Linked DNA regions of Mus musculus: all the other regions are linked to region 1. The links are chromatin contacts, called in public ChIA-PET, HiChIP or PLAC-seq and promoter capture Hi-C maps. All regions are on one chromosome and are shown on one strand. The core of a region is the stretch at or near the end of the contact, and the rest is flanking DNA. Distances in the headings are between cores, read along the strand shown. Region 1 holds the start of BC051142 (cDNA sequence BC051142). Region 2 holds the start of Rgl2 (ral guanine nucleotide dissociation stimulator-like 2). Region 3 holds the start of Nelfe (negative elongation factor complex member E, Rdbp). Region 4 holds the start of AA388235 (expressed sequence AA388235). Region 5 holds the start of Ring1 (ring finger protein 1). Region 6 holds the start of H2-Oa (histocompatibility 2, O region alpha locus).

Region 1 (4,298 bases), core at 997-3,496:
AGGAAGCATACAGTGGGGCAGCACACAGTGGGGCAGCAGCTTCAGGGGCTGTCACAGCAGCTACACTTTCTTTCCTGCCTCAGCCTACAGCCTTACTGCTTTACATGGCCATCTCTCCCAGTCCTCACACAGCTCTATAAAAAAGATCATCTCTTCCACATTTTACATTTCAGCCAAAGCAGAGAAGGGTCAGAGAATTTGCCCACAGTCCCAGCATTTGGGGGTCACAGCTTTCAGCAGTGTTAATAACCCCATCTTTTTTTAAAAAAAATTTTAATTAGATATTTTCTTTATTTACATTTCAAATGTTATCCTCTTTTCTAGTTTCCTCTCCAAAAACCTCCTATCCCATCCCTCTCCCCCTGCTCCCCAACCCACCCACTCCTGCTTCCTGGCCCTGGCATTCCCCTGTACTGGGGCATAGAACCTTCACAAGACCAAGGGCCTCTCCTCCCATTGATGACCAACTAGGTATCCTCTGTTACACATGCAGCTGGAGCCATGAGTCTCACCATGTGATTTCTTTGATTGGTGAATAATCCCATCTTTTATCCCCTGTGTGCATAGCACAGACTTTGATTTTTCTATGTGTGATGTATATGTGAATCATAAAACTAGGAAGGGGATCATATCCTGCAAAGAGAAGTCAGGTCTCTTTCATGGGCTCAGGCCAGAGAATATGGAAGAAAAATAAAAATGCAAACATGTTCAAATCACAAACACCAAATGGGTTCTAACCCACTCAGGGGTTTGAGAAGGGGCCTCAAGTTCGTTAGAACAGCCCACAGATGCCCATCATCTCGAAGGCTATTTCCTCAGTCTTAGCTGCTGTGTGCTCCCAAGGACAAGGGGAAACACTAGCCACCACCCAGCAGAGGTTCCACACGGGAACAGGCTGCGCAAGCACTGGGGCCAGGGAGAGAGAACGAGGAGGCCCTGGGTTCAGACACACAGGTGGCTAAGCAGCAGCTGCACAGCCTGCAGAGGGCGCACATGGATCTCCCTGCTATCCCTTGACTCTATGACACCTTCACAGAAATCTTCTGATTAGACCAATATTTTACTTAACTTTATTTTTTTTTACTAAAACAAAATATACAAAATAGAATAGAAATACACATATGAAGTTCTATTTTTATACAAAGACCTCTTTGCCTGGCATAGCTCAACCCATAAAACCCCTGTGTGAGAAGTTAATTTAATATCATGATTTATCAGTCCCCCTGGGGCCCTAATGGAAGATGACACAAGGCTAGAGATGTTACTGGAGGAAACTTGAAAAACAATGGCTGATACACAGGGACCTCTCACACAGCTCTTAGAGCACAAACATCCAGGCTTCTGTTTGGGGACATAGTTTGGATTTCATGTGAGGTCTGTGCATGCTCACAGAAAACATCCATAGTAACAAGGGACTTGGCCTGGACAGTGAGGAAGTTAGCTCCTTCCTCCCTCCGTACCCAGCAGCTCAGAACCTGAGGTGTGCACTTACACTGGGGGTCCCTGACCAAAGCCACAGAAGGGCTCAGCATCATCAGCATCACGATCACAGCGGCCAAACAGGGGCCTCTGGGGAGCCACAGTCACATCCCGCTGCAGGAGAGATAGTGGTCTCACACCTTGGCAACTATCTCCTCACTCCATCTATGCCCCAGGCCATAAGAAGCAGGAGATTCACAGCCTTGCTGCTGGATTGGATAAGGTCAGTATTAAGGACCAATCAGCGTCAGATATGAACTGCATCATCAGTTGCTAGTTAGAAATTCAATGTGAGGGACCTCTTTGAAACCAGCAATTTCTTTTTTATTTACTATTTTAGTGCTGGATCCAGTTGCAGCTGAAACATTTCAACCAGGCTGCGGAGTTGGGCCAGCTCTGTGATGGTCAGTCATTCACTCAGCAGTTTGAGGACTGGGGGTGGGGGTGGGGGGGTGGGGGGGTGGTACTCACTTTTCCTACATAAAGCTGTTAGGACAACTGTTGTATTTGAAGCTGTGCGAGAGCAAAGGAGGTGAAGGAAGACGACTGTGTAGCCAGGCACCTTTAGCCTGGCGCTTACTGCACTTCAGCTTAATAGTGTAGATGTCAAAAGTGATTTACGTGCACCCACTTCAGGAGACTCATATCCTAGAGCTGGAGAAGGCTGTGGCGCTGTGGACGCCTCCAGGAGCAGCCATCCCTGGTAACTGATGACGTAGCTAAGCTCAGCCTCTTGATTGGACCAGGGAATCCGCACTCCTTCAGTTAGGGGGATTCTAACAAGCCCGAAGGAAAGAGAAGGTTAGTCATGGTGTAGTCCTGCCACAGGCGGCGTGTCCAGCTCACTCCCCGCCCCCGTACAGTCCCTGAGCAGCGCGGCAGCCCCACAAAAGCTGCCGCGCCACAAAAGCGCTCAAAGCGGCGGCAGGTTTGTCCTTGCCGCCGCAGGCCACAGCCGACGCCACGATGAAGCGTCCCACAGGAGCTGTCCAAAATGGCGGCTCCTGTTAAAACGGCCTCACCGCGGCCGCTCAGCTTGCAGTGGCGGATCCCCTGTCCCGCCTCAGCCTACAGCCTTAGTGAAATACCGCCGCTGGAACTGTCCACCATGGCAGCAGCGCCTCCTCTCCAGTCTCCCCTAGCCTCCCCACAGAGATGGTGCCTCAGCAAACCCTGGCGAAGGCCGGCTGCAGTCAGGAAGGACTTCCTACCCTAACCCATGGGTCTGACTGATGCAGGGAAAGGGGGGGGGGGAGGGGGGATGAAAAAAAAAAGCCACCAATCCCTGAGCTTCCCACAAAACAAACAAACAAACAAACAAACAAAAAACCACCAATCCCTAAGCAGGAAAACCCACCAATTCCTGCGCTCTCCCAAGTTCAAGACTTAAAATCCCACCAATCCTCACTCTGGAAATCTCTGCCCCGAAAAACACTGCCCCCTCAGAAATCCTATATAAGCACTGCCCTTTCGTCCAGTTCCCTGCTGTCCTCTCCCAGGAGCAGAAGGCAGCCATCCCTGGTTTTGTTCCTCCACACCCATATGCCTTCCACTCGCCTCAAAAGAAGCCAAGAAGAAAAGAAACAATGAAGAGAAAAAGTGAAGAGAAGGAGTGGAGCTGAGGCTCCTGAGCTCCTCAGCTCAGCTGGGGAGACCCTCCCCTGGGAGCTGCAATGCCTCTGCTGAGGAGGCTTCCTTGCAGAGCTGTGTGGTTCCTGTGGTCTCCTGTCTCAGGATGCCCTTCTGCTGGGATATCATTTCCAGTAGAGCTGTAAGGTTCTTGGGCTTCCAAGATACCCTCCCATCCGAACAGAAACACATTTTAGTGCTGTGACTTGGATAGGCTCTCCTGGTGCCTGTGCTCCCCCTAGTTCTGGGGTCTGAGCCGCACTAGGACCCTATCCCCTATCTCCAGTTGGCTTGCAGCAGTCTCACCTTCCGGCTCACTGCTTACTTGACACCCCATCCACCAGTGACAATTAGGTAAGCTTCCCCTTCTGGTGGGTGTAAATGCTTCCCTGAGTCCGAGGATGTGACTGTTGGGTGTCTAGCACCCCGTTAGTACTCTTGGAGGTGGAGGTACCTCCAGCTGTGGTCTTTAAAGCTACAACTAGCACTCTTCACCTGCCCCCCATTCTCCCACCATTGGAGCTGCTATTCTACAGTTCCTTTAGGTCTCCTGGGCCATGGTGCCCCTACCTGCCCTTGCTCACCTTCCCTTCAGAGCTGCCTATCCCACAGCTCCTCTAGGCCCTGGTGGTTTTCAGTGCAGTTTTTGAGGGCTACTACAACCCTTCCTGTCCTGACTCTATCCCACCACCCTCAGAGCTGCAACCCTGCACCTTCTTTAGGTCCTACTGGGCCATCGAAACCCTTCCTGCCCCATTTTACCACTCTCACTTAAGCTAATTATAAATTCCACAACTTCTCTAGGTCCTTGTGACTTTTGCAACTCCATTCCCAAAATTTTCCTATGGATAAGACCCTCTATGAGAGCTTGGTTCTTGTTCTCACCTTTTGGCTTCTACAAAAGTCCTGATACCAGGCACCAAGACTCTTTGGCTTAGCCAGTCTAAGATGACCCCACTGAGTTGTAGTGATGACCCACTGACCCACTGAATGGCTTGGTCCTCAATTTGTTCTCCCTGAGTCAGGGGATGCCCATGACTACAGGCTGCAGGGACATTCCATTTCCCCTTTCTCATCTATGGGAATGGTATATTTCCTACGCTCTCATTGCTTTGGGATGTCTTTTAGAAACCACCAACCTGTATACCTGAAACCCAACCTGAAGGACCCTAAATTTATTCGCCTCTCCA
Region 2 (4,298 bases), core at 1,124-3,623, 470 kb before region 1:
TCTTCCTCTTAAAGATTTTCCCCTATGTGTGCATATGAATGTGTGTGGTGTGTTACCACACATAAGGTTGGATGTCAGAGGACAACTCTTGGGACCAGTTTTCTCCTACAACCTTGTACGATCCTGGATCAAACTCAGACCAGTGATTGAGTCTGCCTGCTGAGTGTCTCCCAGCATAAGTTTTTAAAGTGCAGAAGACAATCAGAATTTATTACAGGGTAAAGTGGGATACCATCAAAGCATGAGAATAGGCAGCAAAGAGACTGTATGGAGGGAAAGGCTCCTAAAGTGTGACAGGGAGTGGCCTGGGAGACCACTGTGCGGCAGTGGCCAAGTCCGGCTCTGACCTATCCAGGCAATGTAAACATGTAGACAACATAAGGACTTCCAAAGCTCAGAGCACAGCCCAGGGGTGGGGTTTGCTTGGATTCTCAGCTGACCCACTGGGTCTTCTGGAAGACTCAGGAGCGAGGACACTCATGACCATGTCTGGCCGGTGGGAAATGACAGCCCCAGCCTGCTCCCACGCCTGTAACTGTGAGAATGTTTCTACATTAACTGGGAGAAACTCACTTCCCTCCCAACACTTCCAATTCCCCACTTCTTTCTTCTCTTGCAGAAGTCACAGTAAAGAAGTTCTCGTCTGTGGAAGCCACCCTCATCTCTGGCCCAGATGACTCCAGTAGCCCCTGCCCCAGAACAACAGCCTTCTTCTCTTCTTCTCCCTCCATTGAATAGCTCGGATTTTTTTTTTTAAGGTTTTTTTGTTTGTTTCAATCTTTCTTGTTTTGTTCTTGTTTTTAGACAAGGTCTCTCTATGTAGCCTTGGCTGGCTGTCCTGAACCCTCACCAAGCCAACCAGGCTGGCCTCGAAGTCCCAGAGATCCACCTGTCCCTCTGCCTCGGAGTGACAAACGGCACTGGACACCATGCCTAGAGGTCTTTTTTTTTTTTGGTTTTTGGAGACAGGATTTCTCTGTATAGTCCCGGCTGTCCTGGAACTCACTCTGTAGACCAGGCTGGCCTCGAACTCAGAAATCCGCCTGCCTCTGCCTCCCAGGTGCTGGGATTAAAGGCGTGCGCCACCACCGCTGGACTCGAACTAAACTTTTAAGATGAGAAAAAAGCGAGACTTAGCGCCACACTCATTTGATGCCCACAGTCGGGAGGCAGAGGCAGTGGATCTCTGACATTTCCATGCCAGCCTGATCTACAAATAGGGAGTTTCAGGTCAGTCGGGGTTACTTGGCGGGGCTTTGTTGAGAGAACTAAATATAAGAACACACATGCGTAGAGTCCCAGGGTTGAGAAGAACCAGTGTATGCGCCAGAGAGGCGGGTTCATAACCTGTGGCTCACAACCCCCTTTAAGTCCATCGGAAATACCAGACATTAGGATTCACAACAGTAGTAAAGGCAGTTACGAAGTAGCAAAGAAAATAATTTTACAACTTGAACTGCGTTAATGTTAAGAAGGTTGAGAACCACTGGCCAGGGGATTAGGACGAAAGGTCTTCATAGCATCTTAAGATTCTAGAGACCTCAGGGACAGCCCACAGCAGTAGTCTAGAGACGGAAAGGTCCATGTGTCTCCCTCGCGGACTAAAGCCTACCTCTCCAGCTCTCCATTCCTACCACAGCTTTTCTTTTGCCTGGTCCACCTTTACCATCTCCGGGCCTGGTGGGTCTCGGCCCTTTACGAATGTCCCCGTGTGGTTCGTCCTCTCCTGTTCGCCGGTCCTCGTGAGCTAATAAAGTCTTTCCGAGTTTCCATGCGGGCCTCTCATTCTCCCGTTTCCAAGCACAGCCAACCTCGGTCACCTCCCGGTCCTCGTCTCGCACCCGGGAGACGACATAGCCACCGTGGGAACCGCGCGCGCTCGGGCGCACGGTGAGAGCCGGACGCCCGGAGCGACGGACCCGAGTGGAACCGGAAGCGCCGCACTAGCCGGCTTCCGCCCCCTCCCCGCGAGTGGGCGGGCATAAGGGCGGCACAGAAAACCCGGCGCGGATTCGCTCCGTTGCACTCGTGCCGGGGCGGCAGTGTCATTCTCGAGCTGCAGTAACGGGGTCGCGCCACTGCTAGGGCACTTTCCTCGGCAGTTGCAGCGCCGCTCTGGTTAGAAAAAGTGACTTAAAATTCCGTGTTTGCCTTCCTGTGGAGGCTTGAGACAGGACCCTGGTCTCCAGCGTGTCTGCTGCGAGACGCGGGCTTCAGAGCCACCGAGTGGGGCTGCAAGGGACAGCGGAGTAGTGCACCTGCAGCCTGCGTCCCAGCCCCTGGCGTCCAGCACTCCCCTAGTCGCTCTCCCTGGCTCCTGTCCTCACTTCCTTCCCTTTTTGGCTCCTGCTGTCGGGCGGACGCGGGGAGGGGGGAAGCGGAAAGGGCGGGAGGGCCCGGGAGCCCGGCGGGGTGCAGGAGGGGGGCATCGCGGAAAAGCCGGGGAGGGGACTCGGTAGAGGGCCAGAGACCGACAAGAACAGAGGCCCGGGACCCGCGCGCAGCCCTCGCCCTTCCCGAGCAGGTCAGAGCCGGAGCACCGGGTGACCCTGCCCATTCCGCACTAGTTAGCCCCCAAGTCCCAAGCAAGCACCGAGGGCTTGGGTTTCCCCACTCCCGTATCTCCCTCCCCCAGCCTTCCTCAGGGACTCCCACCTAGGTCCCTTCTTGTCCGTCTCCCCCACGCCCGTCTGACTCCACCCAATCCCACCCGTCTCTCCCCAGGCGCCCCCATGGCCCGACCCCGCTGATTGCTTCTCTCGGCCATGCTCCCGCGGCCCCTGCGGCTGCTTTTGGACACGACCCCCCCCGGGGGAGTCGTGCTGAGCAGCTTCCGGAGCCGGGACCCCGAAGAGGGTGGGGACCCAGGTGGCCGGGCCGTGGGCGGGGGGCAGGAGGAAGAGGATGAGGAAGAAGAAGAGGTGAGACGCGGGTGGCGGGAGGCAGGGCATTAAATATTTCTGAGACTCTCCTCCTTTCGGTGTCTCTGGGTCCCTCGGTCTCTTCCTCCCCGCCTCACTCGCATCCCGCCCGCCACACTCTCTCTGGATATCTGTCCCCTGGCTGCGGGTCCTGGTGTCTATGAAGTTCGCCCTGTCTGTCTGCTCGGAACCTGCCCGTAGGAACCTGCCGGAACCAGAATGGCTGGCTGGCAGACGGGCTGACTGTGCCTGCGGGGCTCAGGCCCTCTTTGCCCATACCTGCTTAGACGGGTGCCACTGGGCAGTTGTATCTTGGTCCCTGTCTCCCTCCTCGTTTTTTGTTTGGCTGGGAGGGGTTTGTTTCCACAGTAACCAGCTCCTCAGACTCTAGGATTGGGGAGGGAACCCTCAGATTTCGCCGCCTCTTCCCCCACCCCCTGGTGCTCAATAGAGGGCAGCAAGCCAAGAGGTTCCGGCACCTGGAGAGATGATCCCGGGATAGGTAGAGCGTGGTCATCTTCGTCCAAAGAGACTGATAGGATGTAGTCCGCAGCAAGATTTAGGGATTCAGGAGGGTCCAGAAGTTAGATTCGGAGCCCGAGGATCCAGACTCCTGGGCCCCGACATTGGTAAAGTTAGGGTGACTAGCAAGGCTGGTTTTTCGGGATCGGTCGGGGGAGGGGCTAGGGCCACATGACTCTGAGTCTACCGCCCCCCCCCCCCATCATCCTTACTTCCCCTTCTTGTAACTGGGATTGGAGCCGCCACCTTCAGGGGGTCCCCAGTGCTGAGATTAAGTGGAAGCTGTATTGGGGACCTGGGGAAAAGGAGTCTCTGCGGAAGGACTAAATTTGGGCTCCTCTGGTTCTGTCAGGGAGGGCGGGCCTTGTGAAGTTTCAGCTTCTCTCTGCTTCAGGTCTCTCTTCCTTTGGCTTTGTGCCTCTTCGGGCGCGCTCTGCTCCTGACTTTGCGCCCTGCTTTTCTGCGTTGGGCTCAGCTGTGGGACAAGGGGGGTTGGAGGTGGCCAGAAGAGGGGTTCCTGCATTCAGTTGAAACCCTCACTGCAACCTCTTCCATCCCACCGAGCTCTGAGGTGGCCGGGGGGGCTGTCTGAGCCCCAGGGTGGGGTAGACCTGGGGTCACCAGTACCCTCTACCCCTCGCACTCGCTGGTATTGTCCCCCGCCATCACAGGTGAGGGGTGCAGAGGGAGGAACAGGGCCTGGGGACAATGGCTGGGGACTGGAGGTGCTGTGGAACTCACTTCCTCTTCTTGCTCCTCCAGGCTTCTGTGTCAGTCTGGGACGAGGAGGAGGATGGTGCGACCTTTACTGTCACAAGCCGCCAGTACAGGCCTCTTGACCCCTTGGTGAGATCA
Region 3 (4,298 bases), core at 844-3,343, 450 kb after region 1:
CAATCTGGGAGGCTGCAGACTTCTCACCGAGCTGAGTGCTCTACACCGTGTAGAGGAAGCCAGGCTGGAGACGACAGAAACAGCTGCTCTGCTTCCTGGCACAGATCTGGGGCGCATGGAGGGAGGCCATGGGGGAGCTGGGACAAGGGCGAGATAGGAAGTATTAAGTTGGGGGCTGGAGAGGTGGCTCAGCAGTTGAGAGCACTGACTGCTCTTCCAGAGGTCCTGAGTTCAATTCCCAGCAACCACATGGTGGCTCACAACCATCTGTAATGAGATCCGATGCCCTCTTCTGGTGTGTCTGAAGACAGCTACAGTTTACTCGTATATAAAATAAATAAATAAATTGAAGAAAAAAAAAAAGAAGAAACCTTAAGTTGGTTAATAAAGGATAGCGTGTAGACAAAAGAGGCGATGGAACTTGTGTTCAGATCCAATGGTAGATGTCCCAGGATACCAACTAAGGTAAATCACTGATTTCAGACACACAGAGGCCAGACACAGCAATCTGCATTCTTATTTTGAGAGAGGCTCTCATGAAACCCATGTTTGCATCCAACTTGATGTGTGTGTGTGTGTGTGTACACATATCCCTCCCCCTCTCAAGTGAGGGGGTGACAAGCATGAGCTACCAACACCTGACTATCATGCAGAGCCAGGGATCAAAACCAGGGCTTTGTGTATGCTGAGCAAGCGCTATACCAAGTGAGCTATGTGCTCAACTGAGAATTCGCATTTTAGAATTCTTATTATTTGTAGTAGTATGTGTTAGTATGTATAGGTCTGTGTGTAATGGGTGGACATGGGTACACGCATGCACACATGGCAGTCAGAAGACCACATTGTGGAGCTGGCTCTCTCGCTGCCTTTACGTGTGTCTCATCAGACTTGCATGGGCAAGCGCTTTAATAGGCTAAGCCAGTGATTCTCAACCTTCTCAAATGCTGCCACCTTTTAATGCACCGGTTCTCCTGTTGTGCTGACCACAACCGAAAAATAATTGTGTTGCTACTTATTAACTGTAATTCTGTTACTGTTATGAATCTTAATGTAAATGTCTGGTGTGCAGGATATCTGATATGTGATGTGACCCCTGTCAAAGGGTCATTCCACCCTCAAATGGGTAGTGAATCAAAGGTGGAGAATCTCTGGGCTAATAAGTCATTCTGCCAGTCTTAAATTTTCTGCTTCTTTTCTTTCTGTTTTGGGGATGAGATCTCACTACATAGCCCTGGCTGGCCTAGAACTTGGTATGTAGATCAAACTGGCCTCCAATTCAAGAGATCTGCCTGCCTCCACCTCCCAAGTGCTGGGAATAAGGGTGTGAGCCACGCCAGGCTTCAGTTTAAAAGAGCCAAGTGCTCTGAGCTATGCAGAGAGAAGGAACCTCCTAGGAGGAAAGATACAGGTGAAGGGGCAGCTCTGAGAGCTCGCGTCTCCAGCACTCCCCGCTCCGACCTACTGGAGTTCCAGTAGAGTGGGATCTGTCCAGCATGAGCCGGAGGCCAAGATGACAGTGTCAAGCTACATCCTCCTGTGAGCAGGGTGGAATTTCTTTTAGGCTCATAGGTCAAAGGTGAGGGTCAAAAGTCACTCACAGTGCTCTCTGGAGGCCCTGGCACGTTCAGCAGCTCCCAACGGCCAGTGCACCCCACTTCCAGAGCTCGAAGGGGTAAGTTCAGGGGATCTAGGGGAGGCAGAACTACAAGGGAAAGGTCACAGGTTAAAAGCCACAAGTCATTCCTGTCTACTAACTAGTCCTTTCCGCGGACCCCCCTCCCTCCCCTCCCCTCCTCTCCTCTCCTCTCCCGTCCACTCTCCTCCCCTCCCCCTCACCGAGTCGCTCCGTCTCCATCATCCTGGAGCCGCGGCAGCTCCCGAGCAGCCCGGAAACTCAGAGTAACCACGGAGCCGGCCCCGCCCCGAGAAGGGCGGAAGTTGAAATTACTTCCGACACGCCCCCTCCTCCACCACTCCCCGCCGGGAGCGTGGGCGAGAGCGGCGCCGAAGCCTGACTCGGAGCCGGGCAAGGCCGGGCGGAAGTCACTGCGACTCGCCGCCTTGGTTACCGCGTGTCCCGCCCCTTTACGTCATCGCCGCGAGCCAGCGCGCAGTAGCCCGCGCGGCGGCGCCGGAGACCGCGGGCCCGGGCGCCGCCCCCTCAGGTGAGGGCTTCGTCTCACATCTTTCGCGCCTTCCCCGCGCGGCCCCTGGTTCTTCTTCCTCCTCCTCTGGTTGCCCAGATAGCGCTACGCGGGCCCGGCCGCCTTCTCTGCCCATCGGACCCCGAGGTTGGCTGACCTAACCCCATTGGGCATGGGGGTCGGGAGCCATCGCCTTGGCGTCGCAGGGAGTGCTTTCCCTTCTCCGGGCTGAGGTACCCCAAGGCTCTAGTGTCTGGACCTTGGACATAGGCGGGAATGCCGGTTGATTACCATAAACAGGAGGCTGGACAAGCAGCCTCGGAGGAACGAGGGGTTAGGGAAAGGCCAGAGGCTGGAGTAGGCGGGCCTGGAGGTTGGGGTGCATACAGGATGGACGCAAGTTGGACGACGTGTGAATTTTGAATGGTGACAGTAGAGAATGATGTCTTGGGTTCTGCCCTTGAACCAGGAGCCAACATGTTGGTGATACCTCCGGGGCTGAGTGAAGAGGAAGAGGCACTGCAGAAGAAGTTCAACAAACTCAAGAAGAAGGTAGGAGTTAGTTAAGCGTGGTGGCCCGGCTTCTCCAGACTCTGGGGACACCTGGGCTGACTGTAAGGCCATGGGAGTCCTCCTGCCTCCTACCGGAAGGGGACCTCTCAGTGGAGCTTTGGCAGCATCGTCCAGTCTTATTTGAACCCTCCCTCTTCTCTGGTCATCCCCAATGGAATTATCATCGTCCCTGTGGCTTCAGTACCACCCAGAGCCTTGTGAACCATCAAATGCCCAAGTAAATGTGCTCCTCCTGTCTGCTCTACCTCCCTCCCTTCGCTTTTAGATAACCAACTGCATTTAATAGGCCTTAAAATCTCTCATCTCTGACACACCACTCCACCTCAGACAGGGTCTCACACTTAGCCCAGGCTGGATTGAAAATATGTGGCTTTGGGTAGCCTGGAATGGCTCTGCCTCACCTCTGGCTTCTGTACTATTTACACAGCAAAACATTTGTCAAGTCTGTCGATGGTTTCTAAGTTCCTCTTCCACTTTGTCCCCTACCACTACCCCTGGCAAGGATCTCAGTATGTGGCCGGGTTGGGTGGGTTGTTTTGTTTTGTTTTGTTTTGTTTTTTCAACTCCTGGGCTCCTGGTATCTTCCTCCCTAAGCTTCTCTCAGGAAGTGGAACTCTAGGTGCACAACACCGTCCTCAGCACTCTCCTTACTAGTGAAACCTCTGAGTAATTTCTCATTGACAGGGTCTGGCTTTGCTGTTTTGAAGGCACACCTGATCCATTGAAAACACTTCCGAGGTTTCACATCATGTATAGAATTGAAATATCAGCTCACCATACCTGTCAAAAGAGAGAATTATTTTCTCTTAAAACCTGCCTTCCAAAACCTCCTCTGCATTTTTGCAACCCCAATTTCTTTGTCTAAAGTATCTTTTCTGTCTGTGTTGGGTAATTCTGTGAGGTCTCAGTTTACTAGCTGCTTATGCATCAGAAAGTGTTGCTTATACTCAGCCCTGAGTGATTAGTGCCCTTGATTATTCTTGGCTGTCAGTCTAGCCATTGTTTCCTGGGTTCTGAATTCCTTAAGGGTGGGAACTATGTGTTTTGATTCTGCATGGCCTCATTAAATGTGCAGAAGATGGGAGATGGGTGGATAAAATCCCCAAGGATTCAGGTCTTATTTGCAGCTTATATGGTAGGGCTTAGGTGTTTTTGGTTTTCAGTTTCCAAAATGTGAGACTGGAAGGCCTTGGACACCATAGTTTGGTTAGGTTAAGTACTGTGGGCTTCGTGAGGATGTGGAAGCAGGATGAGCCACTCCAGGACCAGGATGCCACACACACTGGCCCTGGAACCAGACCCTGGTTGACAGACCTCTCTCCTTTCCAGAAAAAGGCATTGCTGGCTCTGAAGAAGCAGAGCAGCAGCGGCCCAGCGAGCCAGGGCGGTGTCAAACGCTGTAAGTGACAGAGACAGAGAGTCCAGGGGGCAGCAGCAGAGGGCTTCCCTCCACAGCCAGCATAATGAATGCCTCTCTCCTTCCCCCTCCCTCTCTCCCCAGCACTGTCAGAGCAGCCTGTGGTGGACACTGCCACAGCAACAGAACAGGCCAAACAACTGGTGAAGTCAGGAGCCATCAGT
Region 4 (4,298 bases), core at 897-3,396, 420 kb before region 1:
GTGCAGGACTCTCATCTGTTAAGTGTAGACTTTGCTCTCCCCTTAGGATTTGTCTTCTCAGCCTCAGGGTTAGAGGCTTCTGAGATTGTCCAAGTGGATTGTCGTTGTCTCAGCACAGGAGACCCCCTTGTCCACTGAAGAGAGACCCCTGTGCAGACCACAGACAGCAGGGCACTGATCGCTGTCTCCACTGCACTTCTCTGTGTCTGCACGTCCAAGGTACATTTGTTTTAGTGACTTAATCACAGTAGGAGAGGAGCTGTCACCGACTATACCACAGAAAAAGGATGATAGTGTGGTAGAAGTTATGTAATTTCTGACCCTCTCCCTCCCTCCCTGACCTTCACTCACACTTAAGAGCTGATGAGGTGAGAGACATGAATGTCACAGCTGTGTGGGACACTGGATCTGATAACTGAGTTGGCCCCAGAGTTCCTCACGCCTGTGCAGTGTGGACACTGGAAGAAAGATGATCCTCATGCCAGAGAGCACACACTGGTGTTTCGAGGTTTCACCCCTGATCAGTGATATTGGGAAAGATTAAGTTTACACAGGTTTTGGTTGTGTGGAGTTTGACCTGACCTCTCCCCCGTTTCCCTGAGAACTTGATGCTCTTAGGTTTCATCCTGACTAGGGAAGCAACTGGCCTTAAGCAGCTCCACAGAAGGATCTGTCTCTGTTACTTTTCTTCTGTTTTATCCTGTTTTTATAAGGCAAGGTGGGTCTCCACAGATGACCATGTTCATCAGGCTGGCCTTGAACTCACAGAGTTCGCCTGTCTGCTGGGATTAATGGCCTGTGTCATCACACTTGGCTTTCGTTACTTTTCTACGACTATAAGACGTTGGGACCCCATCAAGTTGTGAATGTTTTTAATCTGTTCTCTACTTTCAGAGAATGTGAATCCATGACGGCAGAGGAAAGACATGGTACAAGAACAGTGTAAGCTCACACATCTATCTGCATACCAAAGGAGAGACACTGGGAACAGTGGGAGTCGCTCCTCCCCACCCTCCCATCAGTGCTTCATTGGCTTGCTCTCTCATGAGGTCACAGCTCAGTGGGTCAGCCATGTCCCTGCACTCACACTGGTCCTTGCTGTCTTCTGAGAGCACTGTCAGAAAGCACAGGTGTCGATCACACGTTGGCTTGTTCCAGTGGCAGTCGAGAGTTGTAGGCGTAGGACACAGTGTTCAAGGCGTCCTTGTAACGGTCCATGCATATGGTGATGCATTCCTGCTCAGAGTTGTCCAAGGAGCCCCAGGCTTCCTGATGCACTTCCTGAAACGCCTGTCAGTCATCTTGAGCAGCTCCTGCTCATGCGCAATGGCGGTCTGCACGTTCACCTGCTCTATAATGGTCCCTGGTCCAGCTTTCCGCAACCTACGCCATTAAAGTCCAGCCAGACCACAGGCACAGCCAAACGCAGGTGCCTGGAGCCTGGAAATGTTTAAAACCTCAATGCCCAGCCCAGTGACACTTCTCCAACCAAGCCACACCTCCAATCTTTCTCAAGAGTTCCATCTGCTGGATATGAAGGATTCATTCCTATGAGCCCGTGTGGCTGTTCTCATTCAAACCAGCATAGCGTTCACTATGAAATGGAAGAGACCAGCAGGGTTCTGCAGATGTGTCCAGTGCAATCTGACAGAGATACCCTCCAACAGGGGACTCTGCGGAGTTAGGTCTCCCCCTTTGCCTCTGTCCCCTCCTGCTCAGCCCCTCTCTGTCTCTGTCCTCAGGCCTCTCCCCATCAGTGCCCAGCTCCCCTCCCTCCTGAGCTATGCACTGACACTGTCTCTTCCTGGGCCTCTAGTTTCTCTCATGTGCTCAGCAGCAGGCTGTGGATCAGCTGTGTGGTTTTGATGTGAACATTCCAGTGGTGGCTGGAGAGATGGCTCAGAGCTGAGAGCACGTGTTCCTTGTTGGGAGCCGCCCCACATTCGCTGTCACAAGGTGGCGCTGACATCCTGTGTTCTAAGTGGTAAACAAATAATCTGCGCATGTGCCAGGGTACTCCTCCCCCCATGTACTCTGCCTTCCCCGTGACTACAACTCGGCCATGGGCTGCAGCCAATCAGGGAGTGATGCATCCTAGCAAAAATATAGTTCTCCTTAAAGAGGGAGGGGGTTTCCGCCATCTCTCTCTCGCTGGCATCTCTCTGGCTCTGCGCGCCTTGCGCTCTCTCGCTGCCTAAAGATGTAACAATAGGACTCGGCGCTCTGGCGCGCCCTCGCTCTCCCGCGCGCTCTGGCGCTCTGGCCCCATAAAGATGTAAGCAATAAAGCTTTGCCGCAGAAGATTCTGGTTGTTGTGTTCTTCCTGGCCGGGTGTGAGAGAACGCGTTTGTAACAGTTCCTGTTGCAGAGGATCCAGGGTGAGTTCCATCAGCACATGGTGGCTGTCAACCATCTGCAACTTCAGTTCCCAGGGATCGAATGCTAGTGCTAGTGCACATACATATTCACATACAAAAATGATTACATCTCATGACAATAAAATTTTAAAAATATGATTTGAAAAATACTCCTTCTCTTTCTCCTACACATCCAGAGTGTGAGGACAGGAGTGGAGGGCACAGGAATGTTTGGACATCACTGTCCCACCAGCCAATGAAGAGCGCTCTGTAACAGGACAGGAAAAGATGGTTGAAATAGAGTGTATTGAAATGACAATTTGTCAAAAAGCATAAAATTAAAAATACAGATGATATTTCATTTTATGAACCTACCATGCCCAGTGGGTCACAGCCTCATCCCAGGAAGAAGACACAGTGTGTGCTCATCTTTGCACTTGAGCTGATGTGAGTTTTTGATTCCCTATGAACAAGATAAATTCGACTCAGACGTTTGAATGCTAATTTGTAACAGCCCATGACATCCCAACATCCAGAGCATTCCTGCAGAGAAAGGTGTCCCCTTTCCCATCTTCCCTCCCACTGCAGACCCTCCAGAGTCTCACCTGTTGAAGATGAAAGAGAAGCATCGCATTCTTGGGCAACAGCGCCGCCTGGTGGAAGAAACAAAGAGGACAGCGTCTGAACCCACAGAGCTGAGGGTAAAGGGGATCCAGGCTGCTGAGCTGCCCCAGGGCCTCCTTCCTATCTGCACTTCTCCAGGGCTCTCAGGTCTCAGGCCGCCCTGCTCTCATCAAACTACATCCAGAAGAACTTTACGTGCTTTTCCAGCCGTGGGAAGAAAACTCCCTGTAAGAGGGGAGGCAGGAGGCAGAGCCATGGGTGCTAAAAGGAGCTGCAAAGCCCCAGAGAGCAGTTCCAGAACTCGGACAGGGACCATGGTGATGATTCTTTGATGTCAGCTACATGTGGGGTTAACTAAAACCTCAAAATGGAGGGCAGCATCTGTGAGGTGTTTTTGCTTAATTTGAAGTGTGAAAATCAATTTCTGATCCTTTTCTTTGAGGTAGGAAGACACAGGTGTAAACCAGAATATTTGAGCAGGAGCCCCTCCCACTTTTTGCTCTGGGCCATGACTTCTGCTGGAAGCCTACATGAAGACCTGGAAGAAGGAAAGGCTTGCTCTGTGTCTGCTTGCTCTTCTGGTTTCTACAGTTGCTGATTCAGGCATGGTGTTTCCCTACTGAGAGGACTGGACTGTACCTGCTGGTTCCTGTATGGGGTCTGCTGGCCAAGAAGTCTGGACTGAAGCTGTTGATTCGTATTTGGTGTTTGCCATGGGACTGAACTGCTGACAAAGAAAATTGAGCTTGCCCCCCAAAAGCTATTGTTAAACAGGTCCACTTCCCCCATATCTAAATAACTTTTCTCTTCCACTACCTCTTCTGGATTGTGAGCAAAAGGAGAGGCTAAACATTTTGTTATTATTATTTATTATTATTACCATTATTATTATTATTAAAACTATCTTTCTTTCTCCCCCTCTTTCTTTCTTTCTTTCTTTCTTTCTTTCTTTCTTTCTTTCTTTCTCTCTCTCTCTCTTTCTTTCTTTTTTCGAGACAGGGTTCTCTGTATAGCCCTGACTGTCCTGGAACTCACTTTGTAGACCAGCTGGCCTCAAACTCAGACGTCTGCCTGCCTCTGCCTCCCAAGGGCTTGGATTAAAGGCGTGTGCCACCAATGCCTGGCCAGATAGTAGAGAAAGAACGACTGAGAGAAAAAGAGAGAGAGAAACCCCAGAATCTAATCTCCTTCCCTTTGTTTGCTCCATGACCAGAACCTTTAAGATCTTGTGACCACTGCTACTTATTCTACACCCACTCAACAACCACATACCTACCACCCCACTCTTGGGAATGAGGGCTTAGTGTGTATAAAATT
Region 5 (4,298 bases), core at 867-3,366, 370 kb before region 1:
CTGGGGCGGAGTCAGAGCTTACATCCTCTCCATCCCCTTCTCCCTCCCCAGGTTCTCCTTCCCCCCCACTCATTGTGGCGGTCTGATCAGATCCAGGCATCGGCCGCCTCACACGCTGGGCCCTGCAGAAACAAACACTCCAGGTTATAAAGAGCAGGATTCAAGCCCTTAGTGTTAAACTTCAGGGGGAGCCCCCCCCAGGCCGTGGCCCTACTAGTGAGGCTTCCTGCTTCTATCTGATGGCTGGAGACACAGGCCTAAAGAGGGCTGGCAGAGGTTAGCTTGTTTGAGAACAGACACTTCCCTCAAATCCCAACGTCAGCTGCACGGTCGCCACCTGGCAGCTCGAATGCAGACTATCAGGCCCGTACTCCAGACAAGACCCATGGGTAACAAGGTCTCTGGTTCTCCACACCTGTGCATGGCCTGCATCCGGAGCCCTTCCTCGATACTGGAGCTCAGCGCCTGCTGGTTGTGCAGGCGGCTGAGGCGGATGAGCACCCGGTCCTGATGGGCCTCGTATTCCTCCCGGCTAGGGTAGATTTTGGAGATCAGGGCGTCGAAGTTGGGGTCCGGCCGTAGGGACCGCTTGGATACCAGCTTTTTCCGGCAGGTAGGGCACTCCTTGTTCCTGGGTGTGGGAGGAAGGGAGCTCTGTAGGGCCAACTCCCATCATGGATGCCCAGGCTGACCCGCCTGGCCCCATGGCAAACATGTCCCTCCTGTTACCCGCTCCGCAGGGCGGTGACGATGCAGTCCGAGCAGAACCTATGCAGGCACTCCTTGGTGGTCATTGTGTTCTTCAGCATGTCCAGGCAGATGGGACACATGAGCTCAGAATGCAGTGACCGAGGCGAAACCGCAATCTCTGTACCATCCATGATGGCTTCCTGGGTCATCAGAAGGTGGCAGTGGGTTGGGGGAAGGGGACTTTAGAGGCAAGCTTTGAGAAAGGTAAGAACCTGGACAGCCATGCTGACCAAACTGATGGGAATTCTGGGATGGAGGAGACCAATGACTTGGAGATTACCAGAACAGAAGGGATGAGGGCCCATTTACAAGGAGTTTTGAAACAGAAAGGCCAGGGTTTGTTGAGAGGACTAGGGCTGGGAATGGCACAGATCTATGGGTTGGAGGATATTTATGCTACAAGACTTCTTCATTTTTTGTTTGCTGTTTTCAAGACAGGGTCTCCATATGCATGTATTCCTGGCAGGCCTCTAAGCAGGCTGACCTCAAACTTAAGAGATCCACCTGTCCTGGCTTCAGGAGTGCTGGGGTTAAAGGCCTTCGCCATCACATCCGGCCTCAACAGGCTTTCTTAAAACTCTAAAGAGCAAGACTACCTAGACTAGAAGTTCAGGGTGTCTGTCAAACAGATTCCGATGTCGTCCCAGCGCACGTGAGTCAGAAAACTGGAGAGGGAATTATATTTAAGCTCGCAGGATGAATATATATATGTGTACATTGACATGTGGCTGTTGAGATGGGACAGGGCCGGGACGGTAAGTTCTGTTTACCGTGCTTCAATTAAAACGGTGATATCTGCTGTACCTCGCTGCCATGGCCACTTTGAGGGGTTAAATCGGATCAAATGAGGTAGGTGTTTTAGTGCTTTGAGAAGATAAAAGGTGATTCAAAGACAGAGTCGGGCCAAGAGTAGTGTGGCAGGGAGGGAGAGGGCTGGTGGGAGGGGGTAAGCTGGGGCTGGAAGATCCCTGTCACCTGCGGGGTCCGGTGCAGCTCATAGAGACTCAGTTCCCACGTTTTGCTGGCATTCTGTGCATTCGCCGGCGTCGTCATGGTGACGGGGCACAGACCCTCCCCCTCCAAGCGGGGCTCCGCTGAGAGAGGTCTGCGGAAGGGGGTGGGGGGAGACGCTGTCGGGGCCGCCCCTCTGCAGACCCCGCCCCCTGACCCTGGGCGTGCGCCCCGCGGCCCCTCACCCAGCTCCGGCCTTCGCGCTGCCCTGCTGCGGGCCTCTCCCCAGGAACCCCGGGGCTCCGCTGCCCTGGTCCGCTCGGTCCGCAGCTGCCACTCACGCCGCAACCCTTGCTGCCACCGCCACCGCCGCCATGGCCTGGGCGCCGAGGCTCGACGTCACTTCCGCCCTCCCTGTATCCCACCCCGCGACGGAGACGTCACCGCCCTCGCGCGCCACGCGCGCCGTGGAACCGGGTTCCCCCTCCCCCGCCGGGCGCGCGGTGAGCCGGCCCGGTGGGTGCTGGTGCATGTGGAGAGCCCGAGGGCGGAGGATCCCCTCCGTGGCGCTGATCCCCAACTTCTCTCAAGCCGGGCCTGAGAACCCCGGAAAGCCGGCCGCAGCTGCACCTCTGCTGCTGGGTGCGCGCCCTGAGATCCTAGGGCTGCGGCGGGGTCCCGGGTGTCCGGGGACCGTCCCGCGCTCCGCCCGGCCTCTCCCCCTCGAGGTTTGGGGGCGGCGGCTCGGGACGTCCAGACGCAACTCTCGGCCGGAGCCAGAGACTCGAGAATTGCGTTTGGACAATCAGGAGCCGCGGCCCGGGACGGGGAGAGAAGCGCATCGGAGGCACCGGGGATAGAGACGCCGCGCGGAAGCGGGGACACCAGATGGGGCGGGCCCCTGGGGGGAGTCGGGGAGCACACGAGTGAATGTCTGGCGTGGGAAAGTAGGCAAAGCCACTCCGGGACTCGGAGTGAAGGAAGCGGACGAGAAGGAGAGAGAAGGAGAAGGAGCAGGGCCATACCGGTTGAGAGCCGGTTCAGAGTCGGGAATAAGGGGCACAGAGGAAGAGACCGTGATGGGTATTCGTCCCCCCCGCCAGCCTGTGCAGCGGCTGCCAGGGGGTGTCCTATCTCTGGGACAAGTTAGCAGTGGGTCCCCTCGCCCCCCAACCCAGTTACCCCCTACTTCCCTGTTCTCTCCTTCAGTCCGTGGCCAGTCCTTATGTGGGCACCAGAGTCGATTAGCAAGGACCCCCTCCCCTTCCTCCTCCTCCCAGCCCCCTCCTTCTGCTCTCCTCCAGCCCCTTTCATCGGCTAGTCCATTCCCCTAATCCTGGCCCCCTCCCCTAATCCCCCCCATCCGACCCCAGGCCGGCTGCAGCTATTGTAAGGTGGAGAGAAGGGAGGGGAAAAGAGAAAGGAGGGGTGGGGGAGGGCCACCTGTTCCAAGACCCCCTTCCAAGGCCAGACTGGACACCAGGATGGGGCCAAGAACAAATCACCCTTGGGGTCCATAAGGAACTCGGGGAATGGGGGTGGGTGACTGGTGCTGCAGAACCAATGAGAGGGGGTGGGGGCAGAATCCCCTCCCTCTGAAAAGACCCAGAGTGTCACGCATACACAGTGACATACACTCTTTCCTCTCACACCCGGCGGCGGGGGTTGCCCTGGGAGACCAGGCAGTGAAAGGGAACAATCCCTGGAAAGGGGAGAGAGGGGGAGGTGGGGAAGGGTCTGAGGGCTTGGACACAAGAAGAACCGGAGGTGGCAGGGAAGAGGATTTGGAATTTATTAGGGTCACAAGCACCCCTGCCTTCCATATTCAGCATGCCTGAGCCACACACTGCCATCTCTTTTGTAGCCTGGGAACTTAGCGTCCTCATCAGCAGGAGGGCCAGGCAGTGGTGGGGGAGTGAGCAGAGTCCGGCTTCCATCAGGCAGTTACATGAAAAGACCTCCTGAGAGGGGCAGAGGCATTGGGACAGGTGCATGGGTGGGGATGTAGGCACCCACTTCTGTCCCTGGTCTAAAGAAGGGATGTCTGCTCTGCAGGCTGCAGGAGCCCCTCACTTTCTCATTACAACCTGGGTTCTGTTTTCCTGTCCTCCTCCCCATGAAGGCCTCATACCACTGACTTCCACGGAGGCCCCTGTGATGTATCCACTGTCTTCAGATGCCAAGAATGCAACCACATCTGCCACATCTGTGGGGATGGTGGGGGAAGGGCAGTCTTACTTCCTTAGATACAGATTGACTATCCCCTCTACCTTACACCCCCCCCCCAAAATCCTAAACCTACACCAATCATTAATCCCTGTGCGACCTTTTCAGTACTATTACAGATTTAAGGCTCTGTTCAAGCCCCCACCAGACCCTTTTTGCAATCCATGCTCACCCTCAGGGTCCCCCATGTGTCCCAACGGAATCATTGCAGTTACCTGTAAGGAAACACTCACGTGGGTAGAAGTTTCTTTTATGGACTTCCCCCCCCCCCTTACTTTTTCATCCCTCATTATGTACACGTCTGTGCCCAGCAATCTCTCTCAGAGACCTCTGACAGACTGCCCTCCACCCACAGCCTACCTTGTCCTTCA
Region 6 (4,298 bases), core at 1,272-3,771, 310 kb before region 1:
CAGAACCCACAGAACCTGGTTCAGCTCCCAGCACCCACATAGCAGCTCACTACTGTCTGCAACTCCAGTTTAAGGGGATCTGACGCCCTCACACAGACATGTATGCAGGCAAAACACCAGTGCACAGAAAATATGTTTTTAGAAAGAGGATGGTGGCACACGCCTTTGATCCCAGCACTTGGGAGGCAGAGTCAGGCGGATTTTTGAGTTCGAGGCCAGCCTGGTCTACAAAGTGAGTTCCAGGACAGCCAGGGCTATACAGAGAAACCCTGTCTCAAACCCCCCCCCAAAAAAAAAGAAGAGGAAGGAGGAAGAGGAGGAAGAGGAAGAAGAAAAGGAGGGCAGTGGTGGCACACAGCTTTTGTCCCAGCGATCAGGAGGTAGAGGCAGGCAGGTATCTGTGAATTCAAGGCTAGCATGGTCTACAGAGTGAGTTCCAGGCAGCCAGAGCTACACAAAGAAATCCTGTCTCAAAATAGATAAATGTAAAAAATTAAAAACAAACAAATAACAACAACAAAAAACCTCAAAGCAGAACAAAATTTCCATTTTTCAGGCAGAAAACAGATTTATTAAGTCTGCAATTCACTTTGAGGGGCAGTGGCCAGGGGGCTCACATTTTTTACTGTTATTTCATCCTGTTGTCTTATTTTTAAAAAGATGTATTTCTTTGTTGTACATGGTGTGTTGCCTGCATGCATGTCTGTGGACCACTGAATTTCTGATAACTGGGGTTACAGATAGTTGTAGGACACCATGTGGGTATGAAGAGCCAAGCCTGGGACCTCTGGAAGAGCAGCCAGTGCTTTTAACCTCTGGGCCATCTCTCCAGTCCATCTTGATATGTTTTTTGAGACAGAACCTAGTCTTATATTTGTGCGATCTTCCTCCGCCTGTTCCGTGCTGAGATTATGGGTGTGGACTGGGACTCCTGGCTCAAAAGCCTTCACGTATTTAGAAATAAAAACGCACTTGGGCAGCCTCCCTTGATGAGTTGCTGGGTGACCCCATCTCAAAATCACTCCTCTCTATTCAGCCATTACTAAACAGAGAAGCCACCGAGGTAGCCATGGTTTCTCTAAGACATACCCACCTCTTGCCCCGCTGACCTGGGACTCCAGCTGCACTGTCACTGGAAGAGAGACTTGGTTCAGGGCTGGACCAAGGCTGTGAGTAGGTCCCCTCATTCATGCAGACATCTGCAGAGAGTACACTGTGTCCCCTGGAGTTGCAGTTACAGAATGTCGTGAGCAGCCTCTTGAGGGCGCTGTTTCCCAAACTCTGGTCCTCTGGCAGAGCAGCGTGGGATTTTAAGGCTGAGTATTTCCCAGCCTGCCCACCCACTGCATCTTTTGAGATGGCTCTGCTGCTGACCCTAAAGCCCTAGAGCTCACCTGTTTGGCTAGACTGGCTGGCTAGCCAGTTACACGGATCTCCCTGTCTCTGCCCCGCCACGGCTGAGGGTTTACAGACATGTGCCACCATGCCTGGCTTTTTCGGTGTGTTGGGAATCCAAACTCACGTCCTTGTGCTTGTGTGGCAAGCACTTTACCCACAGAGCCACCTCCGCAGCACCCGGAACGAGTATTTGTTACAAACTTCACTGAGCCAAAGCAACTCGCTGGAGCCAAAGTCGCAGACTTCTCAGACAGCGTCAAGCTTGAAAACCCTTGATTTCAGCCTCTTTGGAAGATGGCTGCCACAAGTTTGATGGAAGTTCTCTTTACCCATTTCTATTTCCTTTCTCTTTTTTGAGACAAAGTTTCTCTATGTAGCCTGGCTGGCCTGGAACTTACTGTGTAAACCAGGCTGCCATTGAACTCATAGAGATTCACCTGCCTCAGCCTCCAGAGTGCTGGCATTAAAGGCGTGGCCTGAATCTCTCTATTTACTGTATTGACTGAGTCCTTCCAGTGCCAGCCATTGGCTGAGTTCACCAATAGGCAAACGCTAGGTGCATGCGGACCCTGGTCAACCTCTGGCCAGCGTGCAAGAGGGTGTCTGGGGACTAGAAGGGACAAATGGAGACCACCAATGTCCTCTGCCCACCCCATGTCACTTGTAGGAACTGCCTGTAGTGTTCCTTCAGGGGGAGCATCTTCAGCCGTTACACAGTCTTCCTTACAGATAAAATAAAATAATGTTTTTGAAAATGATTTACAAATATAAGAGTTTCTATGCTGTGATTTATTATATCCAATGATCTCCCTTTAAAAGTTCTTAGTGTGTTTTGTTTTATATTTTACCCCCCAAAATTTCCAGAGGGACCCACAGGAAAAATCAGGTTCTATCATGGACCAGATGGAGGCTTTGCCCAGCATAGCCATTTGGTGCTCTGTGACTTCTCTGCTCCTTCCTGAAGCCCCTTCTTGAAAGGTGAAGTGACAGATGACCCATGGCCTCCACTCTCCACCTTCTCACCCAGACTCTTTACTTCCTTGCCCAGCAACAAACCCATTATCTCAGAGAACTGCTCTGATTGGCTGCTTACCGCAAGGGTCTTCCCCTAACCTGGACTCTGTTTCTTTTTACCTCGATCTTGCTCCCTTGCTTCCCAAACAGACGTTGTTAGAGCCACTCACCCCAGCAATGGTCCTTTTTGTGGAGCTGGTCCCGGTACTCCTAACCGCAATGAGCTTCCTGAGTCCCCGAGGAGTAAGGGCCATCAAGGGTAAGTGCTGGGGACACCTGGGAGTGGGAGAGTACAGCACAGGGGAAAGTGTCTCTCTCTGTGTCGGGTATATGGCAACTCCCTCCACCTGCAGACAAATCCCTGCCACCTCCATTGTGGGCCTAACCACTGGGCTGAGGCTGGGTCTCTTCTGGGCTTCTTTTACATTCAGAGCCCCCCTCAGCTCTTCCTCTTTTCTGAGATCCGTGCCCTCACCCGCCTCACTGCAGAGCACCCTGGCTCCTGAACCACTTCCTGGCTGCAACAAGCAGTTCTCATCCAGCTTTGTTGCAGTGTTTTGGTTTTCCCCGTTTGTTTTCTGTCACGCTGGGCTCATGACAGTCCCTTACATTCCTCAGAAGTGTAGAGCTCTGAAAGAGTCAGTGGAAATGTAGCCCTGACACCAGGAAACAGCACTTTGTCGAGGGTGAGACCTATTAATCAACACTCCCAGATGGAAGGTGGAATGTAAAGTTTGAATCTTGGGGTGTTTGTTTGTTTGTTTGTTTCTTTATTAAATTGGCTTTTTGAGACAGGGTTTCTCTGTGTAGCCCTGGCTGTCCTGGAACTTACTCTGTAGACCAGGCTGGCCTCAAACTCAGAAATCTGCCTGCCTCTGCCTCTCAAGTGCGCCGTTGCTGCTGCCAGGATTGAACTCCTGACTTTATGTCCTGTGTTATCTTACAATACTTTGGGAACTTCTCTCTCCCTCCATGTGTTAATGAGGCAGAGTTTCATTGAACTAGGCAGCCCACGCTGGTCTTGAACTTCTGATCTTTCTGTCTCTACCCTCTCTGTGCTGGGGTTGTAGGGATGTGCTGTCATGCCTGGCTTGTGGAAAGCGGCCCTTTTCCTCACCCTGGTCTCTGGATCATGGATATTATTACATCATGCTCCTGTCTGTCACTGTCCCTCACCCACTCCTATGCTAGCTTTCTTTCCCAAAAGCTCCCTTCAGTGCTTCCCCTTAACCATTTCCTCCTCGCCCCAAATTTACCATCTTACACACAAGGTCTGACAGGGTGGCTGCCTCTACAGCTACAGCAGATGATGGAGGCCTGGAAACCTGACACCATCTCCTGTGGGCTGTCTCTCCTTTTCCCAGCCTGCTTTGTCAGCTCCACCCATGCATGCAGTGGCCACGCCCCCTCTGCCCTCCCCCTTTCGTGTCTCTGGAACTTTTCAAGGGGCTGCTATGGCTTTGCAGGGCTGTCCTCACCCCACAGCCCAGGATGAGACCAGGCTGAGACTCAGAAGCTGAGACATGCTTCTCTCAGCTCCCATCCTTCCCTCACCCAATACAGCCGACCACATGGGCTCCTATGGACCGGCCTTCTACCAATCTTACGACGCTTCTGGACAGTTCACACACGAATTTGACGGGGAACAAATTTTCTCCGTGGATCTGAAGAACGAGGAGGTCGTGTGGCGTCTGCCTGAGTTTGGAGACTTCGCCCACTCGGACTTTCAGAGTGGGCTGATGAGCATTTCCATGATCAAAGCTCATCTGGACATCTTGGTGGAACGCTCCAACCGAACCAGAGCTGTCAGCGGTACCTGGCCCTCCCTCCACCCCACCTAACTAGGCAGGGAAGGTGATGGACAGAATCCCCAACCCCTCTTCAGA

What was found. Promoter capture Hi-C pulls out the DNA fragments that hold promoters and counts their contacts. ChIA-PET counts read pairs in DNA pulled down with a chosen protein or histone mark. HiChIP or PLAC-seq counts read pairs in DNA pulled down with a chosen protein or histone mark. Capture Hi-C pulls out chosen DNA fragments and counts their contacts.
Region 2: a contact with region 1 is called in a promoter capture Hi-C map of pancreatic islet. The contact joins the promoter of Rgl2 here to the promoter of BC051142 in region 1. A contact is called at or near these places in 1 of 39 promoter capture datasets (pre-B cells) and 1 of 9 other capture datasets (pancreatic islet).
Region 3: a contact with region 1 is called in a promoter capture Hi-C map of cranial neural crest. The contact joins the promoter of Nelfe here to the promoter of BC051142 in region 1. A contact is called at or near these places in 5 of 39 promoter capture datasets (cranial neural crest, embryonic stem cells, hematopoietic stem and progenitor cells and 2 more), 1 of 115 datasets of contacts at active chromatin or transcription factors (bone marrow-derived macrophages) and 1 of 9 other capture datasets (macrophages).
Region 4: a contact with region 1 is called in an RNA polymerase II ChIA-PET map of memory CD8 T cells, with 20 read pairs. The contact joins the promoter of AA388235 here to the promoter of BC051142 in region 1. A contact is called at or near these places in 1 of 39 promoter capture datasets (pre-B cells), 1 of 15 datasets of contacts at CTCF or cohesin (large pre-B cells), 2 of 484 Hi-C or Micro-C datasets (large pre-B cells and pro-B cells) and 3 of 115 datasets of contacts at active chromatin or transcription factors (bone marrow-derived macrophages, large pre-B cells and memory CD8 T cells).
Region 5: a contact with region 1 is called in an H3K4me3 HiChIP or PLAC-seq map of pro-B cells, with 7 times the contacts expected there. The contact joins the promoter of Ring1 here to the promoter of BC051142 in region 1. A contact is called at or near these places in 2 of 39 promoter capture datasets (hippocampal neurons and pre-B cells), 1 of 15 datasets of contacts at CTCF or cohesin (large pre-B cells), 9 of 115 datasets of contacts at active chromatin or transcription factors (bone marrow-derived dendritic cells, bone marrow-derived macrophages, embryonic stem cells and 3 more) and 4 of 9 other capture datasets (embryonic stem cells, liver, macrophages and 1 more).
Region 6: a contact with region 1 is called in a promoter capture Hi-C map of embryonic stem cells, with 2.5 times the contacts expected there. The contact joins the promoter of H2-Oa here to the promoter of BC051142 in region 1. A contact is called at or near these places in 7 of 39 promoter capture datasets (embryonic stem cells, hematopoietic stem and progenitor cells, liver and 2 more), 4 of 484 Hi-C or Micro-C datasets (B cells and embryonic fibroblasts), 5 of 115 datasets of contacts at active chromatin or transcription factors (the 230-238 cell line, forebrain, large pre-B cells and 2 more) and 1 of 9 other capture datasets (liver).

The regions. Positions count from the first base shown.
Region 1 is chr17:34,396,574-34,400,871 of GRCm38.p6, forward strand. It overlaps BC051142 (cDNA sequence BC051142), which reads left to right and starts at 2,247. Exons shown (of 20, transcript NM_001001177.2): 1 at 2,247-2,280.
Region 2 is chr17:33,927,521-33,931,818 of GRCm38.p6, forward strand. Rgl2 (ral guanine nucleotide dissociation stimulator-like 2) reads left to right here and starts at 2,374. Exons shown (of 18, transcript NM_009059.2): 1 at 2,374-2,524; 2 at 2,725-2,921; 3 at 4,206-4,289. The coding sequence starts at 2,766. It overlaps Tapbp (TAP binding protein), which reads left to right. Exons shown (of 8, transcript NM_009318.2): 8 at 620-1,770. The coding sequence ends at 631.
Region 3 is chr17:34,848,298-34,852,595 of GRCm38.p6, forward strand. Nelfe (negative elongation factor complex member E, Rdbp) reads left to right here and starts at 2,094. Exons shown (of 11, transcript NM_001045863.1): 1 at 2,094-2,291; 2 at 2,614-2,696; 3 at 4,047-4,116; 4 at 4,219-4,298. The coding sequence starts at 2,622. Skiv2l (superkiller viralicidic activity 2-like (S. cerevisiae)) reads right to left here and starts at 1,907. Exons shown (of 28, transcript NM_021337.2): 1 at 1,837-1,907; 2 at 1,599-1,702; 3 at 28-137. The coding sequence starts at 1,858.
Region 4 is chr17:33,979,346-33,983,643 of GRCm38.p6, forward strand. It overlaps AA388235 (expressed sequence AA388235), which reads left to right and starts at 2,147. Exons shown (of 1, transcript NR_033305.1): 1 at 2,147-4,298.
Region 5 is chr17:34,022,564-34,026,861 of GRCm38.p6, forward strand. It overlaps Ring1 (ring finger protein 1), which reads right to left and starts at 2,117. Exons shown (of 7, transcript NM_009066.3): 1 at 1,947-2,117; 2 at 1,726-1,855; 3 at 730-890; 4 at 416-631; 5 at 1-122. The coding sequence starts at 1,803. Mir219a-1 (microRNA 219a-1) reads right to left here and starts at 2,529; the gene lies at 2,420-2,529. It overlaps Mir219c (microRNA 219c), which reads left to right and starts at 2,449; the gene lies at 2,449-2,508. H2-Ke6 (H2-K region expressed gene 6) reads right to left here. Exons shown (of 9, transcript NM_013543.2): 6 at 4,288-4,298; 7 at 4,100-4,142; 8 at 3,833-3,907; 9 at 3,470-3,662. The coding sequence ends at 3,646.
Region 6 is chr17:34,089,858-34,094,155 of GRCm38.p6, forward strand. It overlaps H2-Oa (histocompatibility 2, O region alpha locus), which reads left to right and starts at 2,522. Exons shown (of 5, transcript NM_008206.2): 1 at 2,522-2,671; 2 at 3,976-4,224. The coding sequence starts at 2,590. BC051537 (cDNA sequence BC051537) reads right to left here. Exons shown (of 5, transcript NR_046183.1): 3 at 2,583-2,688.